Linked DNA regions of Pan troglodytes: region 1 is linked to region 2. Evidence: chromatin contacts called from public Hi-C data. All regions are on one chromosome and are shown on one strand. Each heading gives the region's core, a stretch centred on a gene start, on an enhancer-like site or on the middle of the called end of the contact. The rest is flanking DNA. Distances are from core to core; before and after follow the strand shown. Region 1 overlaps MSI2 (musashi RNA binding protein 2). Region 2 overlaps LOC107969279 (a long non-coding RNA gene).

Region 1 (6,588 bases), core at 742-3,241, 270 kb after region 2:
GTTCCCATGTCCCTTCTGGGCCAGTGCCTGAGTTTGTGGTTTGACATGAGGGCTTTAACCCCTTCCTGTGCCAGCCCCTCACTGTGGTGGCCGGGAAGAAAAGGCCTTCCAGGAACCGGCGTGGAAAGTTACAGCTCTTGAGGTCTCGTCAAAGTGGGAGATCGCTGTGGAAACCAGGTGAAAGGGTCCTTGGAGCCCTTTGTGTCGGATTGGGGTTGTGTGGGGGCCCATAAAAGTTAACTTGAGCTCTGGAGAATGGTGTGTGAAAGCTTTTTAGGGGAAGAAAAAAAGAAAACAAGAGTGAATTTTTTTTTAATGTAATGAGACCTTCCCATTTATCCAGCCAGCGTGGGCGATTGTGGGTGAGTGAGGCCCGAGGAAGCGCTGGGTGCCTGCGATCTCCCAGCTCCGGGGTTTTCTGTGGAGGTGCGAAGCTGCATTCATGGCCCCCACTCAGACACCCCTTTTGATACTGTATGTGTGAGGAGAGTCATACCTGGAATAAAAGTCTCATAAAGCCCGTTGAAATTTAAAAGGCATGAGATCTGTGAGAAGATAAATAAGCCTGAGAGTGGACTGTGATCCTCAGGTAGTGTTTTCTTGCTTTAAATGTGTGTCGTAGATAAACAGAGCTCTGTGCCGTGTGGTTCTCTCAGAGGAGGCTTGGAAAACAAAAGTCTTGTGTGTCCTTTGTGGACATCTGAGCTCCCGTGAGGCTTTGTCCTCTGAAGTGGTTCATGTAGGTGGGTTGCCCGGGGAGTGGTCAGCCTCCCGGGCCTCACCCTGTCCTCTGCTCCACCTTTTTCTGGAGAGCCTGGGTGTTGCCCTTCAGACCTTCTTCAACGACAATTGTAGGCTGGACCAGGAAGGACCATGCGCACGCTCTTCCCTGGCTGAAGGCTACTTTTGTGTTTAAATTTTCTTCCTCTAATAGCCCAGAACAAAGCCAACACTGTCCCCATGTTTTATTAATCTTCTGCCTGGTTTGTGTCAGCATCTCCCTCTGGAAGTGTGTCATAAGGGGAGGGGACTTTATTTGCCCCCTGACCCCTGGCCGAGCTGCTCAGTGGGAAACAGCACAGTGAGTAGACAGGAGAATCCTGCTTCCTCTGCCTCCTCCACCTTCTAGGCCAGGTGGCAGAGGCAAACAAACCTTACCCACGAGTAATATGATCCTGGGGCTTTGCAGGTAAACCCTCCTGCTAAACAACTTTGTGTTTTCCTGGTGAACTTTTCCTCCGTAGACTGATTTCGGCTGAAGCCAGTAAGGTTGTCGAGTTCTAAAGATTGAGCACCCTAACGTTACTTCTCTTAAATTTTCGTATTTTTGCTTCAAAAAGGAGATTCTGAAATAGTGGGTTTCTAGGAAAACTTCCCATTTCCCTCTTAGTATATAAAATATAGCCAGCTGTTGTTAGGCAAAGGCATCAGACATTATTATTGCTCGTTAACAGTGTTTTAAAATATACAAATAGAAAACTAGGATGCCTTCTGGGTAGCAAGCTGGGAAAACTTTGAGATTATGCTAATCAAATGCCATGTGCATTTGCATAGTAGGTAGAGGAACAAGGCTGAATAGAAGAACAAGGCTCAAACTTCAGCTTTGCTGTTTGACCGCATTTCCTGGTATGATTTAGCTGTATTTACTTTTTCTGCTGCGGCAAGGAGAGGAGAGCCAGCGGTAGGGGAGCCCTTGGGCACAAAGGAGTTAATGAGCCCTGGGTGGGTAGGGGCGGGGGGCCGGTATGAAGTACTTCCACCAGCTCACCTTCCCAGAGTCCTCCTGGGCCCTCTGAAGACGTCACTTACAATGGAGTTGTTAGTATGAGAAAATAAAGCCTTTTTCTCCCTAGATGTAGTTCAGTGGGAACTGAAAGTGTACCAGAAATCATGGTTCAAGCTTGTGCCAGTGGGTGCAAGGGGTGGTTCTTATGGAGGAGAAAGCGCAGTTCATTTAGACTTGGCATTGAAATCGAACTCTGTTGTTCGGTGGAGTGAACATTGATATGGAGATTCCCACCCGCCCCCCACCTCAGTAGGATACCCCCTTACACAGGTCCTGTATGCTTTTCTTTTTCTTCCATTTTCTTTCTTTATTTCCTTCTTTTGTCCTCTTAGAAATAGTCTCTCTGTAGACCGGCCAGATTTGTCAAGTTACCACCCTCTAAATTTTTACAGCTCCGTATATTCAGACTTGGTATTTGTGAATTAGCTAAAAGTGGGCTGCCAATCTGTACTTTATTTACATTCGAAGCCATATTAGTGAGAGCCCCAGAAAAAAATGTTAATATGCAGGAAGAGGCAAAAGGGTTGAGTTTCTGACTGTTGCTAACCTCACCACTGCCTTTAAAACCAATCATGAGGCACACGGCTGATATTTAATAGCTTTTAGCTGATTATTTTTCTTCTCCTCCTCTTTCTTTTCTATCCAAGTTGACCTGGGTGTACTTGAGTGGAAATGAAGTCATCCAAATGCTGAATTAGAATAATCACAGGCCTCTAAGAATGAAATGGAAGCAGAGATTAAATGGCGGAGGGAAAGCTGGCATTAATAAGGACCAGGAAAACTTTGCAGAAAATAAATAGGAGATGGAATAGATTGAATTTGTATATGCTGCTTCCATTTCTTCCTCCATTTTGTGTTGTCTTCCTAAGTCGAGTTACTGGCAAAGTGGGATTTGATTTGCCACAAGGCCACATACCTTCTGCAGCCTAGGTGATGGGCCTTTCTTCTTTGTGGGACGTTTGTGTGACCATTGATGTTTCCAGGAAGGAAGAATCTGATGGAGGGGCTGTTACCATGAAATGTTGATGATTACTTGGTACAAGTAGTGTGTGGGAGACAGATGAAAGAGTGTGGGGTACAGGCACGGTGGCTCACGCCTGTAATCCCAGCACTTTGGGAGGCCAAGGCGGGCGAATCATGAGGTCAGGAGTTCGAGACCAGCCTGGCCAACATGGTGAAACCCCGTCTCTACTAAAAATACAAAAAATTAACTGAGCGTGGTGGCGGGCACCTGTAATCCCAGCTACTCGGGAGGCTGAGGCAGGAGAATCTCTTGAACCCAGGAGGTGGAGGTTGCAGTGAGCCGAGATCGTGCCACTGCACTCCAGCCCGGGTGACAGCGTGACACTCTGTCTCCAAAAAAAAAAAAAAAAAAGGTGGGGGGGAGTATGGGAGCCAGTGCACAACAGGCCAACTTAATATTATGATGATTCCTCCTCGTAGGGAGAAGACCTGGGCAGGATGCAGGTGGGGTGACTGGTTGTCTGGGTTTGCCTGTGACTAAGGGGGTTTCTAGGAACTTGGGCCTTGCAAACTAGAATGAATTGGTCACCTTCAAGCGGAGTTTGGAGAAGTCAAGACACTTGGCTTGACACTCTAAAAGGGTCAACATCTTCCTTGACCACCTCCAAGGAGATTTAAATACTCCTTCCTGCGTGCTCCAGAACACTAACTTCATACCTGTTTACATTCTGCCTTCTTCATTTAATCCAGCTGCTGGGTAAACAGCCAGCACGGGGCCTTGCGTGAGCACAGGCCGGCAAGTGTTAGATGAGCAAGTGGCTGCTGAAGGCAGGTCAGACAGACCCACAGTCTGTCTGTCTGTGCACCCCTCTGGGCTTCTATTTGGGGATTATTTCTGTGTCTCTTGAAAAAAAAAATTCTGCCCCAATGTAGTGAAAAGTGAGCTTCTTGTAGTTAAAGAGCAAAATAAGGATTTAATTAAATTAAAAAAAAAAGAAAAGAAAACCCAGCAGAGTGGTTTGTTTACAGGAAGTCGTTTTTAGGTGGTCTGTTATAGAAGATGTAATTTGTGAAAGTAGATTAGTTGTAAATTAGAGATTTTGGGTTGTCGAGGTCGCTAACCATCTTTTATAATTGGCGGCAGAGGTAAATATTTTCAGATTTGCTTATAGAGTGTTAGTATTGACAAAACAATTTAAGGTGTTTTTCACTTAAGGAAAAATAAGTGAGAGTATGGAATGATCAGAGACGGGCTTCCTGATCTTATTCCCAGCTTTCTTATGGAATGACAAGGGTATGGAAAGCAACAGGGAGATGAAATGCTGGAGTAGTTTGCAAGGGAGCTTGCAGATTCTCTGATAGGGAAACAGTTTTATTTATTTGTTTATTTATTTTATTTTACTTATTTATTTAGAGACAGGGTCTCACTATGGTTTCCCAGGCTGGAGTGCAGCAGCACGATTTCAGCTCACTGCAGCCTCAGTCTCTGGGGCTCAGGTGATTCCCCAACCTCAGCCTCCCAAGTAGCTAGGACTACAGGCATGCACCACCATGCCTGGCTAATTTTTTTGTATTTTTAGTAGAGACAGGGTTTCACCGTGTTGCCGAGGCTGGTCTCAAACTCCTGGACTCAAGTGATCTGCCTGCCTCAGCCTCCCAAAGTGTTGGGATTACAGGCGTGAGCCACCACACTCAGCCGATTTTTATTCTTTAATAAGAGCAACCCATTTCTTTTATCAACAGACTTGTTTTCTTAGCAAAAAGGGAGGACGTATTGATGTCACTGCTTTCCATTCAACTACGTTGGTATTTGTGTTCAGATTTAGGGATTCCTGTTTGCCCGAACCGTTCATGTATCTTTTACCTTGTAATTGTCCCAACAGCCCTGTGAGGTAGGATCATTATCCCTATTTTAAAATTAGGTAAGGAAGACTAGGAGAGCATAAATGACTATGTAAGACCCCTCAGCCCAACGGCAGTGGGACCCAAGGTTCAAATCTAGACTTCCTGGGTGAGGACTCTGGGTTTGTTGTTAAACTTAAGCTGTTTATCCTGAGGTGATCTTCTTTGGGGTGGCCCTGACCAGTTGTTTGTAGTGCCATAGAGTTACTATGGTATGGCCGGGCGCAGTGGTTCACACCTGTAATCCCAGCACTTTGGGAGGCTGAGGCGGGTGGATCATGAGGTTAGGAGTTTGAGACCAGTCTGGCCAACATGGTGAAACCCTGTCTCTACTAAAAATACAAAAATTAGCAGGGTGTGGTGGCGGGCGCTTGTAATCCCAGCTACTCAGAAGGCTGAGGCAGGAGAATTGCTTGAACCTGGGAGGCAGAGGTTGCAGTGAGCCAAGATCACACCATTGCACTCCAGCCTGGGCGACAAAGCAAGACTCCGTCTGGGGGCGGGGCCAGGGGGAAGAATTACTATGGTACATCTTTGAGGAAGGTCACTCTGACTATGGTTGCTTGGTTGTTGGTTTTTTTTTGGAGTCTCTGTCACCCAGGCTAGAGTACAGTGGCGCGACCTCGGCTCACTGCAACCTCTGCCTCCCAAGTTCAAGCAATTCTCCTGCCTCAGCTTCCTAAGTAGCTGGGTTTACAGGCGTGTGCCACCACGCCTGAATAATTTTTGTATTTTTAGTAGAGACAGGGTTTCGCCATGTTAGCCAGGCTGGTCTCGGACTCCAGACCTCAAGTGATCTGCCTACTTCAGCCTCCCAAAGTGCTGGGATTACAGGTGTGAGCTACCGCACCTGGCCAGTTTGTCTAAAATATTTTATATTAGAACAAATATTATGGCACAGAATGCAATATTTGCATAATTCTTTTTTGAAACACTGTGATACTTGCAGACACTTCAGGATCGCTTCTGGCTGCATCAGTTCCTGGTCATTCTGGGCTGTCCCTTAACGTACTTTGCCTTTAGGAGGAGTACATAGGTAGAAAAGTTGAGAATCTCTTTTGTTTACTGCTTAGCATAGGGGCTGGCAAACTTTTTCTGCAAAAGACCAGATAATAACTATTTTTAGTTTTGTGGCCCAGATGGTTTCCTAGAACCATTCAGTTCTGCCATGCTATCAGATGACAGCCAAAGACAATATGAAAATGAATGGTTGTGTCTATATTCCAATAAAACTTTATTTACAAAAGTCAGGAGGCTGCTGGTTTTGGCCCTCAGACTGTATAGTTTTCATACCCCCCTGGCTGAGCATATTGCCTGCTAATAAGAGCATAGGTTGTTTACACTCAGTCTGTCTGGTATTAGACCCAGCTCATCTGTTTACTAGCTTGGTAACCTTGGGCAGGTCATTTAACTTCTTCCCACCTCACTTTCTTTATCTGTAAAATGGGGATAATGATGGTCTTTAACCCATAGGGTTGTCATGAGGATTAAATGAGCTAATGCACACATAGTTGTTAGCATCCTGCTAAGAAACAGAGTGAGCACTTAACAAATGTTAGAAACATGAGCTGGTGGTGTTATTTTCGACGTTGGAGACTCAGGTCCTCTGAGACTCTGGAGTTTCCACTTTAGTCCTGTCTAGCAGTAGGCTTGCTAGTGCAACAGCCTTTATATATACACACACACACACTCTCTCTCTCTCTCTGTCTGTCTCGTTCTCTCATTCATCTTTTCCATCTATCCTGTGGGGGAGCTTACCACTCAATTCTTCTACCCACCCTGGCAATGATGCAAACTAAAAAGCCCTTCCTGCATCTTCTGAGCATAAAGACGATGATTCAGTTTTATGTAATTTTGGTGGGATGTACCTCGAGTTCCATCCGGCTACCCCGCTGCTTCCAGTTTGTGGAACTGACTTGCCGGTTGCCCTGGCTTTG
Region 2 (7,009 bases), core at 3,442-5,941:
TTTAAAGGCGGGAAGCGAAGTTGCCCAATGAAAGCCAGTTGCCCTCCGTGGTTTCTTCTGGAGCACGACTGTACTCTCACCTTGTTTTTCCAGCCATGAATATTTATAGCGTGTCCTCAGGCCACGCACATATAGAACATGGTGTGACTCAGAGAGCAACGGAGACCCTGAGCGTCCCTCCTGTCAATTACTGGGAGGTATGGAGGTGGCCTGGTGTGGCTTCCCTCCAGAAGATGCTGGTTCCCATGTTTTAGATCCTGGCAGACCAGCCCCAGGATACCCAGCAAGGGTCCTGGGAAGTCTCCTCCATTTCTTGCAGGGAGAGAAACACTCTGGAATCTTTGTTTCTTTTCTTTCTTTTTTCCTTTCCTTCCTTCCCTCCCTTCCCTTCTGCTTCCGCTTCCCCTTCCTTCCTCCCTCCTTCCCTCTCTCTTTTTCTGTTTCTTTCCTTTCTTTTTCTTTTTTCTTTCTTCTTTTTTTTTTTTTTTTTTGACAGAGTCTCGCTCTGTTGCCCAGGCTGGAGTGCAGTGGTGTGATCTCAGCTCACTGCAACCTCCGCCTCCCGGTTTCAAGCAATTCTCCTGCCTCAGCCTCCCAAGTAGCTTGGATTACAGGTGTGTGCCACCATGTCCGGCTAATTTTTGTATTTTTAGTAGAGATGGGGTTTCACCATGTTGGCCAGGCTGGTCTTAAACTACTAACCTCAAGTGATCCCCCCACCTTGGCCTCCCAAAGTGCTGCGATTACAGGTGTGAGCCACTGGGCCTGGACTGGAATCTTTCTTTTATCCCCATTTCCAGCTGGATCAGAGTCACCAGCCATTCTTAGTGCCCCCAACAGAGGCTTCCAATACCATCCAGAAAGGCTCCCAGAACCCCATGGCCACCAGAGCCTCCTGGCTCACCAACCCCCGACTTCCAGTCTTCTAAACTGCAGAAAGTCTGCGTTCTCTCCCCACCTCCACCCCTTGCCTTTCCCCTAACACTGCACTCTGAGGCTCCCTCCTCCAGGAAGAATTTCTGAACCCTCACCCTGGCCTCCCACCAGGTGTGGAATGGCGGCCCCTCAGTTCCCATGGCCTGCTGTGATTCAGCTGCTGGTACTGTGGGCCCCTCCAGAGCAGGGCGTAGTTTTTTATTATGTAACCCCAGCATATAAAACAGGACCCAGAACATCATCTGCTCTCAAAAATATTTTGTCAAATGAATAAACAAGTAAGTCCATTTCCCCCAAGCAAATGCTATAGATAGAGGTGCATTTAACAGAGGGTGAGATGCCCAAAGGGAATTCCATGACTGCATCCTTGTCTTGTGTGTTCCAGCATCTCAGGCCCCTTTGAAAGGGCCTTCCTTATATTCCTTCTAAGCACCCCACTTTGGGGTCAGGTAAGGTCTGATGAGGTTAGATAAGAAAATGAGTGCAGAATACCCAGTGAGCAGCTCACACCAGTGGCAGGGAACCTCCTCTGCACCTCGTGACTCGTGGAAGGTTGTGGACAGGTGGTGCCATCTTAGCCTCTGGTGGATGCAGACTAGGCCTGTCAGGATACTTGTGAGTGATATGAAGAAAAAGCCGGATCCTGCCAGGCTTTAGACCCTTGAACCTTAGATCTCTGACCACATCAATGTGTCACTAAGGCTGAAACCTCCCAACCTGCAAAAGCAAATGTACATGCCTGGACAGTTCTGGGTTGGCTGTGCCAGTTAAGAGCTGTGTGATCTTCGAGAAGTTACTCCACTTCTCTGGGCCTCAGTTTGCTCCTCTATAAACTAGGGTCAATAATAGTGCCGCCTCAAAAGGTGATTGTAGGACTTAAACATGAAGCCCTGGCATCCGGGTTGCACTCAATCTATATTTTATTATTTATGTCCCTTAGCTGCGGCCTGAAGACAACAAGATCTGCTGAATGCTTCTCTGTAGAAATCTCAAGCAGGCCAGCTTTGTCTGCTTCTATGCGTTCTTCCAGAGTCGCGGCTACCCCATCTCTCTAGGTCCATAGGGGTCCGTCATTTCCCCCACGCTGGAGACCCAGTTGCCAGTCCTCCCTCCACTTTCCCCTGGAACTGCCATGGGATGCTCCTTGGCTGTAATTATGGCCCCAGGGTGCAGCTGCCATCAGAACACCTGCTGCCCAGGCCCTGCTCTCAGGGTGCGAAGCTGGGATCCCCTGTTCAGGCACAAAGACCTCAGCTGGCTGCCTTAGGGACCCCTCACCTGCCTCTCCGCTCTGAGTCCTCATTTCTCTCTCCATCAGCATCATTACATTAGAATTCTCGCCCTTCCACTTATCAAATCAGCATCGTGCCTGTCTGTCTCCGCCACTGTCAACAACGCAGCTTCTTGTGTCTCTTGCAACCGGGCGTCTGGGCCGCCCCTCTCTCTCTGGCAATTATGATTCCTTCCCCAGCTCACATCGAAAGTCTTTGTTCTTCTCCCTGAACGTTCAAGTTAATTTCCACTGACTGTTTATTCAGCCTTTGTACTGGCTGGCTTGCTACTCGCTCAGGAAAGGCAGGCCTTTGAGGCAGAGTGGGAAGGCAGAGCAACAGTTTGGGACAGGAAGGAAAGACACTTCAGAGAGTGAGGGGGCGAGGCAGGAGTCCTGAGGGCCCCGGAACGTGGGCGTGGGGAGGGGAGGAGGGAACCCAAGAGGGGTAGCCTGCCAATTCCCAGGTTCTGCTTTTCGGGTTAGCATCTTGGGGTATTTCTTCCCCGTGTAAGCGTGCGTGCAGATGCACGTGGCTACGAAGGCGCGTAGAGTCACAAACCTACAGATGCGGGAGGCAGAAAAAAATAGCTCTTGGCAGTTGCAGCTATCTCTCTGTGGGCCTTCTGTTCTGCCGAGCATCTGAGAGTTTGGGAGGAGGTTCTGGGCCAGCAGAATTGCGCTGCTCTGAAAAGGGAAGAATTTGGGGGCAGAGAAGAACCTGATCCCACAGGGAGGAACAAAGAGGAGAGTGGGGACTGGAAGGGGAGATGGGGAGGGAGGGAAGGCTGGGGTGGCGTGGCCGCAGGGGAGGAAGTCCCGGCCAGGGCGGCCTGAGGAATACCACGCGCCCTTTTAAGGTGTTTGCCCTGTGGTGCCGATTCGGTTTCGGGTAGCAGCCTTGTATTTGAGGTGCTTGGAGATGGGGCTGGGGGTGAGGTGGGGTCGGGCCAGGAAACGAGGAGGGAAAGGAAGAGATGTCTCATTTATGAATGCTTAACCAGAGTGGAGATAAAGCCACAGCCAGGAGACCCAGGGCTGAGCAGAATTTGGGGGAGGCTGGAAGTCTAGAAACTCAGCTCTCTGGAATTTGGAGAAATTTTGGAGATAGTTTTGGACTGTGGAAATAGAAATGGGCGGTCTAATCAATGCTACCCACCTTATGGGGCCAGGAGACCCCAGCTGACATCTGGGATTCTCTATATAAACACAGCCCTCCAGTATTTTCATAATCTAAAAATGCATACAAGCAATTATATGTAACACACAACATAAGACATTTATAAATCTATGAAATCATATGAAAATATAAATGAGAAAATCAAATATATTTAATATAAATACACGTATAAATATACGTTTTAGTATGTAATCATATATATACATAAAATGTAGAATACATAATCATATTTTTAATATATGTAATATAAATAATATCTTGGGACACAAAATAAAGTCACGTCTTTTACTTTCCCCATTCTGACCGCCTCTAACTTGTATTTGAAGTGTATAGGCCATTTACATTTTTTAACTTTATTGATGTATAATTAGAATAAAATAAACTGTACGTCTTTAAAGTATGCAACTTTAAAAGTTGTTTTTTTTTTTTTTTGAGACAGAGTCTCACTGTGTCACCTAGGGTGGAGTGCAGTGGCGCAATCTCGGCTCACTGTGACTTCTGCCTCCCGGGTTCAAGTGATTCTGCTGCCTCAGCCTCCAGAGTAGCTGGGATTACAGGTGCCCGCCACCATGCCCGGCTAATGTTTTGTATTTTTAGTAGAGATGGGGTTTCACCATGTTGGCTAGGCTGGTCTTGAACTCCTGACCTCAAGTTATCCACCTGCCTTGGCCTCCCAAAATGCTGGAATTACGGGTGTGAGACACCACGCCCGGCCATACAACTTTATAAGTTTTGACCTATGTACACATCCGTGAACTCATCACCACAATCAAGATAATGAACATATCCATCACCCCCCAAGTTTACTTTTTTCTAGGTAGTCCTTTCTGCCCCTCCCTCCCATCCCCCCCAGACAACCAACAATCTGCTTTACATCACTGGAGATTCGTTTGCATTTTCTGGAATTTTAAATAAATGGAATCAGGCGTATGATTCTACTTGGCTTCTTTCACCCGGCATCACTTTTTGAGACTTATTCATTTGCTTTGCGTATCAATAGTTCTTTCCTTTTTACTGCTGAGTTCCACTGAATGGTTGTACCACACTTTGTTAATCCAGCCACCTGCTGAAGGACATTTGGGTTTAACATTTAAATGAAAATGCCTCCCACATCCCATATCATGAATTGTAAGAAGTTCCTCTCTTTTCCTGAGTTTCTCCTCATTTCTGGAGTGCTCCAAGAGCTGCAGAGTTAATTTCTCCCTGGGCCAGTAAGTTCAGGACCTGCTGCCAGCACAGGTAAGCTGCTCAGTCTCCTGCTCTGGGCCAGGCTCCTCACTGCTCTGCCCCATCGGCCCCTCACAGGGCAGCGTGGGCATAGGAGGCAGGCTCACACCGTGCCTCAGGGAGCTGGTCAGGAGCCCAGGCAAGCCCTGCTCTCAGCTCGCTCCAAGCAGATACAGCTGTGCCTCTCCACTCGGTCAGGGCACATTCTGGGCCTCCCCAGGGGTACACACGTGCACACATGGCCACACTCCCCTGGAAGCGAGCACTGCAAAGTCTCAGCCTCTGCTGGGGCCGCACAAGCCTCCCAGCTGTTTCAAGGAGGCTCTTCTCACTGCAGTCTCCCATGTTTCCATCCCCGCCTCCTGACTAGTCTCTCCCTCTCCTTCAATCCCCTTCATCCACACTGGCCCTTTGCTGTTCCTCAAGCACACAGGTGTACTCCTGCCCCAGCACTTTTGCACGTGCCCTTCCCTCTGCCCAGAATGCTTTTCCCTCAGGTGAGTACTCCTTCACTTCCTTCAGGCCTTTACTCAAAAGTCGCCTTCTCCAGGAAGCCTGCTGTGGCCACCTTATACCTAAAATTTCAGCTGGGCACGGTGGCTCATGCCTGTAATTCCAGTGCTTTGGGAGGCTGAGGTGAGTGGATCACTTGAGCCCAGGACTTCAAGACCAGCCTGGGCAACATAGCAAGACCCCTGTCTCTCCAAAAAAAAAAAAATTAGCTGGGCATGGTGGTTGAGTCGGGAGGATCGCTTGAGCCCCAGAGATCGAGGCTGCAGTGAGCTATGATCACACCACTGCACTCCAGCCTGGGCGACGGAGTGAAACCCTGACTCTAAAATTACATTACATAAAGTAAAATTTCACCCCACCACCCTTTAATTTTCCCTTTCCCAGGCTGACTTTTCTCTTTGGCAGGAGTCACCATTGCACGGCATAGTTTACTTCTCTCTTGTTTATCATTGTCTCCCCCATTGGACTGTAAGCTGAGGGCAGTAAGTAGTCTGCTTTGTTCATCACAATTCCCCACCCCTAGAGGGCCTGGCACATAGTAGGTGCTTAAATACTTGTCAAAAGAATGAGTGGATAAATGGACATTTGTTTCACGTTCATTCTATTGGAAAAGAGAGTCCCCATCCCTCCAGGATGAATAGCCAAGGGTGATTTCAATCTGAACAGGATGTGTAATTTCCATACTGAGAGATGGGCACATTTAGCTCACTTAGTAAGTCCTGATGCAACCTGATCCTGTGCTGACACCGAATCACACGGCTGTCAGAGTCTCCCCAGGCCTTAAGGAACAGCACCTCTAGTTGTTTGCAAACTTAAAAAAAAAAGGTACAGTGGATCTCCTCTTTTTTTCCTCAAAGAAATCTTTCTGGACTTTCATTATACAAAACATATAACATTGATGTTTTGTTAGCATGAAACTACATGCACACATTTATAGTATTTACTTATTAAATAAGGACATCGAGATTGATGAAAATACAAAGTTGACTACGTGCAATGTGATACATCGGATTGGATCCTGGAACAGAAAAACGACATCAGTGGAAAAACAAGTGAAATCTGAATAAAATCTAGAGTTCACTTCAAAGTGACATACCGCTGTTGGTTTCTTAGTTTTGATAAATGGTAATGGATGTGGGTAATATTAGGAAAAAGTGAAAGTGGGGGAGGGGTATTTAGGAACTGTTGGTGCTATCTTTACAAGTTTTCTGTGAATATAAAATTATTCCCAAAAAGAAAGTTTATTATTTATTTATTTATTTATTTTGAGACAGAGTCCCACTGTGTCGCCCAGGCTGGAGTGCAGTGGCATAATCTTGGCTCACTGCAACCTCCGCCTCCCGGATTCAAGTGATTCTCTTGCCTCAGCCTCCGAAGTAGCTGGGATTATATATGTGTGTCACCACGCCCGGCTAATTTTTTTGTATTTTTAGTAGAGACGGTGTTTCACCATGTTGGCCAGGCTGGTCTTGAACTCCTGACCTCAGGTGATCTACCCACTTCAGCCTCCCAAAAGTGCTGGGATTATAGGTGTGAGCTACCTTGCCTGGCCTAAAGAGAAAGTGTATTTAACAAATGTATATTGCATCCCTGGAGGTTTAGTGGTTAGGATGTGGTGCCTCTCTCACCGGTGCAGCCCAAGTTTGTTTCCTGGTCAGGGGAAAAAAAAATATTTCTTATTGCATTAGTAAATAGATTTAACAAACAAAAAATACAAATTTGAAATTACGGTTATGGATGACCATTAGCATCTTCCACAACATATAAATTATTGCCATGTTTTGCTTTGGTGATACAATATTGAAAAAATCTTGACTCTCCCAGCTAAGCAGTCCAAAATGGCAACAGATTTTGACAGCTGCTCGCCTTGCGGTCGTAGGATA

Evidence for each region. A called contact is a pair of places that touch in the nucleus more often than the background predicts.
Region 1: a Hi-C map of induced pluripotent stem cells shows a contact between it and region 2, with 2.6 times the contacts expected there. The contact joins two enhancer-like sites. A contact is called at or near these places in 3 of 7 Hi-C or Micro-C datasets (induced pluripotent stem cells and stem cell-derived neural progenitor cells).

The regions. Positions count from the first base shown.
Region 1 is chr19:70,527,545-70,534,132 of NHGRI_mPanTro3-v2.0_pri, forward strand. All of the region lies in intron 6 of MSI2 (musashi RNA binding protein 2), which reads left to right. Among named protein-coding and RNA genes, the nearest start is that of MSI2, 150 kb to the left of the region's middle. Within about 2 kb of position 1,992, at least 12 of the 24 cell types and tissues checked have an H3K27ac peak or open chromatin away from gene starts, as enhancers often do. A contact at or near this core is called in induced pluripotent stem cells, where this site is marked.
Region 2 is chr19:70,252,925-70,259,933 of NHGRI_mPanTro3-v2.0_pri, forward strand. It overlaps LOC107969279 (a long non-coding RNA gene), which reads left to right. Exons shown (of 3, transcript XR_001711009.4): 3 at 1-404. Among named protein-coding and RNA genes, the nearest start is that of AKAP1, 40 kb to the left of the region's middle. Within about 2 kb of position 4,692, at least 3 of the 24 cell types and tissues checked have an H3K27ac peak or open chromatin away from gene starts, as enhancers often do. A contact at or near this core is called in induced pluripotent stem cells, where this site is marked.